Regions from separate parts of the Macaca mulatta genome. Here region 2 is linked to region 1. A link is a contact called in public Hi-C data. All regions are on one chromosome and are shown on one strand. Each heading gives the region's core, a stretch centred on a gene start, on an enhancer-like site or on the middle of the called end of the contact. The rest is flanking DNA. Distances are from core to core; before and after follow the strand shown.

Evidence for each region. Hi-C and Micro-C count contacts between places; a contact is called where the count stands out from the background.
Region 2: a contact with region 1 is called in a Hi-C map of fetal cortical plate, with 4 times the contacts expected there. The contact joins the promoter of ZNF839 here to the promoter of HSP90AA1 in region 1. A contact is called at or near these places in 4 of 14 Hi-C or Micro-C datasets (CD4 T cells, fetal cortex germinal zone, fetal cortical plate and 1 more).

What each region holds. Positions count from the first base shown.
Region 1 is chr7:175,438,714-175,441,772 of T2T-MMU8v2.0, forward strand. It overlaps HSP90AA1 (heat shock protein 90 alpha family class A member 1), which reads right to left and starts at 1,795. Exons shown (of 11, transcript NM_001195667.1): 1 at 1,737-1,795; 2 at 977-1,138; 3 at 521-887; 4 at 67-200. The coding sequence starts at 1,138.
Region 2 is chr7:175,663,792-175,666,721 of T2T-MMU8v2.0, forward strand. ZNF839 (zinc finger protein 839) reads left to right here and starts at 1,366. Exons shown (of 10, transcript XM_077941739.1): 1 at 1,366-1,428. MOK (MOK protein kinase) reads right to left here and starts at 1,298. Exons shown (of 11, transcript XM_077941765.1): 1 at 1,114-1,298. The coding sequence starts at 1,120.

The DNA of each region.
Region 1 (3,059 bases), core at 545-3,044:
GATGTAGTACAGTCACCCCAGTCACCTACAGACAGTAATTCACTCTGCAATTATGTAGAAACTTACAAAAAGAGTAATGGGATATCCAATAAACTGAGAATGTTTCTTCACAATCTCCTTTATTCTTCGTTCCTCCAAGTACTCAGTTTGGTCTTCTTTCAGGTGTAGGATAACCTTTGTTCCACGACCCATAGGTTCACCTGCAAGAGAAATAAGGAAAATTGACTCAATAATACATTCAATTTAGTGCTCAACGCCATGCTTAACCCTTATAACGTGTCTATGAAGCGAGGTTTGCCCTTACTACAGATGCAAAGGCTCCCACAGCAGATCTAAGTGCCTTGCCCAAAAGAAGTAATCACCAAGTCATGCCATTACACACTAATTCAGAGCTCTAGCTTGTTCCTGATCCTTGGGTAAACACACTTTCTGTGAACTTCGCCGCATCCCCAGGGGTCCAAGGGTTGCAACACCCCACCATTCCGCCACTGACTTAACCAGTGAGTGTTCAGGTACCTACCTGTGTCTGTCCTCACTGTAAATGATCCCCCTGCTGAGGACTCCCAGGCGTACTGCTCATCATCGTTATGTTTGGTGATCACAGTTACTTTCTCAGCAACCAAATAAGCAGAATAAAAACCAACACCGAACTGGCCAATCATGGAGATATCTGCACCAGCCTGCAAAGCTTCCATGAACGCTTTGGTCCCAGACTTGGCGATAGTACCAAGGTTATTGATCAAGTCAGCCTTGGTCATCCCAATTCCAGTATCCACAATAGTGAGGGTTCGATCTTGTTTATTTGGTATCAGGTTAATATGCAGCTCTTTCCCAGAGTCTAATTTACTGGGATCCGTCAAGCTCTCATAGCGGATTTTGTCCAATGCCTATTAACACAAAATATTAATTAAGCATACAGCCCCCAAGAAGTTCATATTGAAACCAAAATCCTATTCTGGGTTAATAAACGACTTACATCTGATGAATTTGAAATTAGCTCTCTTAGAAAGATCTCTTTGTTCGAATAAAAAGTATTGATAATCAATGACATCAACTGGGCAATTTCTGCCTGAAAGGCGAACGTCTCAACCTCCTCCTCCTCCATCGGTTGGTCCTGGGTCTGCGTTTCCTCAGGCATCTGGAACGACACCGCGCCGGTTTAAAACCCTGCAGGGCGTCTACAGGGGCAACACGAGATTCCATCGCGTCCTCCCAATATTTTTAAAGCCGGATTGCAGATTTGCGAAGTTTAAGTAAACCGAAAATAGAAGGGCGGCTGACAAAGGATGACCTCATTTCGGAGCGCGGTAACTACCACGAGCGTGTGCGCGCTTCCGGGAGGCCACTGCAGGCCCGGCCCAGTCCCGCGCCGCGGTCCCCAACCGACACCCCGTGTGCCCTCCCGCGCGGGCCGCGGCTCCGCCAGGGCGGCCTCCTCCGCCTGCGCCCCAGCTGGGCCGCCCGGGGGGCCCCCAGCCAAAGGGCCGCTCTGCTCGCGTGCGGCGCCAGCTCCGGGGCTGCCGCGGAGACTCGGGGAGCAGCCGCCCAGCCCATTCCTGAGGCGGGCTGCGGAGACAGCAGCGGGCCCACGGCCTCCGGAATAGGCAGCGCGGCCTCCCGGGAGAGCGGCCCTGGCGGGTTCAGGGCTCCCGTTCGGCCCCCACAGCCTCCGCTCCGCGCCAACCGCCCCCACTCCCCAATCCACCTCCACAGGCCCCCACAACCGCCCCTCACACCTTGGCTAAAAGGCTGCAAACGTTCCACGGCACAGCAGCACCAAGACGCTGAAGCAACTGACGCGCCGCCCCCGCGCCTGCCTTATATAGCGACGGGCCCGCCCAGCGCGCGGCGCTTTTTCCAGAAGCCTCCCGAACCTTCCGGAAGAACCCTCCCCAACCGCCGCCGCGGCCGCGCGCCTGCGCCTGCGCCCTCGCCGTGGCCCGCCCCTCCCGCTGGCGCGCGCAGGCCCTGCTCATGGCCCAGCCCGGGAAACCTTCCCTCAATCACCGCCCCGCGCCTCTCGCACGCCCCCGCGCCGACCTCAATGCGCCTGCGCGGCCTGGAATTCTCGGGAAGGTCCGGGCGCCTTCTGGGGCCGCCCGCGCCCTCCTCCCTGCACTCCCACCTGCCGAGCGCGGGCGGAGGGCACGCCCGGGCGTGGGGGCCTTTGAAGTGAGGTGTAGTTTGGTCACCCGGGCTGCGCAGAATGCGGGGCTGGGGCGGGAGGCGCGCCTGGAGGGAGGGCCGTGCGTGGACGGGGAGCGCCCCGGGTCTCGCACGCCCGGGAGACTACCGGAGCCGTCATCCTCACGGACGGCGCGCCCGCTGCCAAAAAATCCAGCCGCAGGCGGCGCCGGGATCGCGGGGCTCTGCTCCCTGGGGGCCTTTGGGCTGTTGGCTTCTAGCTGCTGCGCGCAGGGGACGCCGTCCCGCGGCCTGCGCGCTCGGGGAGTCTCCAGACCCACTGCTGGCTCAGGAGCGCTCCCTACCTTTGGGTTCCCCGGAAGCCATGTCCTTCACACTTCAGGGTCCCTTAGCTTGGGAATCGGGCCCTTGGTGAATAAATTCATGCTTACCCAGCTACACCCGGCATGCTTTTTAAAAGCCCATCGTTTTGCCGATCGATTTGAGGTCTCCAAATTAAGTATCTAACACTTGACATTTTGGTGATTAACCTTCCCTAAAAGACAGGTTTGGTGTTTTTTTGTTTTTGGACAGGCTGTCCCTCTGTCGCCCAGGCTGGGGTGCTGTGGCACAATCTTGGCTCACCGCAGCTTCGACCTCCCGGGCTCAGGTGATCCTCCTACTTCAGCTTTCCGAGTAACTGGGACGAGCGCGGGCGGAGGACCACAAGCGCGGACACCACACCCGGCTAGTTTTTGTATTTATTTGTATAGTTGGGGTTTCACCATGTTGCTCAGGCTGGAAGAACCAGTTTCTACATGAGAATTTTCAGATATTTTGGTCAAGGCCAGCTATGAGAACCTTAGAGGTGTTGGGGTTCCTTAGACTTGGCTCCCATGCCTCGTCCATGTCCTCTTCCTCTCTGGCGCCTCCCA
Region 2 (2,930 bases), core at 116-2,615, 220 kb after region 1:
GACAATTAGAACACAACACAAATTTAACATTATAACTACTCCTAACATAATCTTTTCACAGCAAAGGTCTGAATTTTTACTGCACCTCTGGTTCACAGCCATAAACAATTATATATGTACAGTAATAATAAAAAATCATTCTAGCTGCTTGCACTCGGATTGTCAATAATCCACAAATCCTACCAGAGGTAAATTTTTTTACCCGTTACATTTTCTAGAATGACTACCTCATTTTCCAACTCTGAAGTAACAGCTTTTAACTAAAAGGTTGCTTCAAAATGACTATTAAAAAATGGTTCCTATAAAACACTACTGCTTGACCCAAAAAATAAAATAAAGCACACAGCCCAGCTTTCCTCTCAATTGGACACTAAACCAGTACCATGAAAAGGCAGGGAGCCACACTATAAGCGCTCCCTGCGTTTCTGCCGAATCTTCAAGAAAAGAATGTCAGGTTCGAGCCAGCATTTAAAAAAATAAAATGAGGCCGGGCGCGGTGGCTCAAGCCTGTAATCCCAGCAGTTTGGGAGGCCGAGACGGGCGGATCATGAGGTCAGGAGATCGAGACCATCCTGGCTAATACGGTGAAACCCCGTCTCTACTAAAAAATACAAAAAACTAGTCGGGCGAAGTGGCGGGTGCCTGTAGTCCCAGCTACTCGGGAGGCTGAGGCAGGAGAATGGCGTGAACCCGAGAGGAGGAGCTTGCAGTGAGCTGAGATCCGGCCACTGCACTCCAGCCTGGGTGACAGAGCAAGACTCCGTCTCAAAAAAAAAAAAATAAATAAATAAATAAATAAATAAAATGAATCACACTCAACTCCCTAAACTTCAATGTAAGAACTACGCACCGGCACCAAATATGCCTGAACGGGACTTAGGTCGGCTCTCCGAGACCCCAAAGTTCCCAACCTAGCCCCAACCCCTCGAGCTTCCCCCAGGGGCACCGGCTTCTTCCAGCCAAGGGGGATTCGGGGTCCACATGCAGAGCCGCCACGGCAGAAGGCGACGACGCCCGGCCCCGCCGGCCCCACAGGCCCCTCAAGCTCCCCCAGTCCCTCCCGCCCCCGCCACTCGCTCTCCAGTCCCTGCCCCCATCCCTGGTCCCACTCACTCTTCATCTTGGATGCGGAAGCTGGCGACAACCCCTTGCCGACACTGGACGGAAAAGAAAAACGCAGGAAGGGTGTCCCCCTGCTTTCCACTTCCCTGAGGCGGGGTCCCGCACTAGGATCTCCGTGGTGGTCCCTCGAAGGAGAGCGTTAGCATCCGGCCGCCATGTTGTGTCCCTGTCACCCTAGCAACCGTCAGGCCCTGAACGCCACGACCTGTCGCTCGCGCGTGCGCAAGATGCTCCGCCCGTATACGCGTGCGCAGTGAAGCCCGTTCGCTCAGCAGGGTTGCTAAGCAACCTCTCCGGCGCTTCCATGTAAATACTGTGCAATTCCCCGCCTTCGCACAGAGGCGACTTTCACCCGGCTCGCTTTCTTTGCTGGCCTGGGAACTGAACGATTTGGAACCCACTACGTGGACGATAGCCTTGAGCTTTAATTGGGCTTGGGAGCTTCTACGCGAATTTTTTTTTTTTTTTTTTTTTTTTGAGACGGAGTCTCGCTTTGTCGCCCGGGCTGGAGTGCAGTGGCACGATCTTGACTGACTGCAACCTCCCACTCCCGGGTTCAAGCGATTCTCCTGCCTCAGCCTCCTGAGTAGCTGGAATTACAGGTGCCCGCCAACAAACCCGGCTAATTTTTATATTTTTCGTAGAGACGGGGTTTCACTATGTTGGCCAGGCTGGTCTCGAACTCTTGACCTCAAGTGATCAGCCCGCCTTGGCCACCCAAAATGCTGGGATAATAGGCGTGAGCCACAGCGACTGGGCAGTTTTTCTTTTCTTTTTCTTTTTCTTTTTTCTCTTTTTTTTTTTTTTTTTTTTTATGAGACAGAGTCTCGCTCTGTTGCCCAGGTTGGAGTGTAATGGAGTGATCTCGGCTCACTGCAACCTCTGCCTCCCGAGTTCAAGCAATTCTCCTGACTCAGCCTCCTGAATAGCTGGGATTACAGGCATATCCCACAATGCCCAGCTAATTTTTTTTTTTTTTTTTTTTTTTTTTTTTTTAGTAGAGATGGGGTTTCACCACGTTGGCCAGGCTGGTCTTGAACTCCTGACCTCAAGTAGTATGCCTGCCTTGGCCTCCCAAAGTGTTGGGATTACAGGCGTGAGCCACCACTCCCAGCTCATTCAACAAATATTATTAAACACCTATTTGCCAGGTATTGCTCTAGGCATGTGGGATACATGAATAAAAAAGACTGGCACCAAAGCATCTCATGATATTTCAGAGCAATAGGGAGAGTGAGAAGTTCCAAAAGTATCAAAAGAGAAAAACTGATCATATCCAAAAGATTGGGTTCCAGCATGATGTTGGACTTCTCAGCAGCAAAACTAGACATAGTAGACAGAGAAGTGCAGCTTTCCAAGTACCAAGGGACAGTAACCTCTATCCTAAAATTTTCTAATTATTAGCCTAGTGTGAGGGTAAGAAGAAAGATGTGGGCCAGGCAAAGTTGCTCATGCCTGTAATCCAGGCACTTTGGGAGGCCAAGGCAGGAGGATCACTAGAGCTCTGAAGTTCAACACCAACCTGAGCAAGATAGTGAAACCCCATCTCTACCAAAAATACAAAAATGAGTCAGGCGTGTTGGCACATGCCTGTGGTCCCAGCTACTTGAAAGGCTGAGGAGGGAGGATCCTTGGAGCCCAGAAAGTTGAGGCTACAGTGAGCCATGATCATGCCACTGCACTCCAGCCTGGGTGACAGAGTGAGATTCCATCTCAAAAAAAAAAAAAAAAAAAAAAAAGGAAGGAAGGAGGGAGGAAGGGGGAGAGGAAGAGAGAGAGAGAAACCAAGCAAGAAAGATGTATTCAGA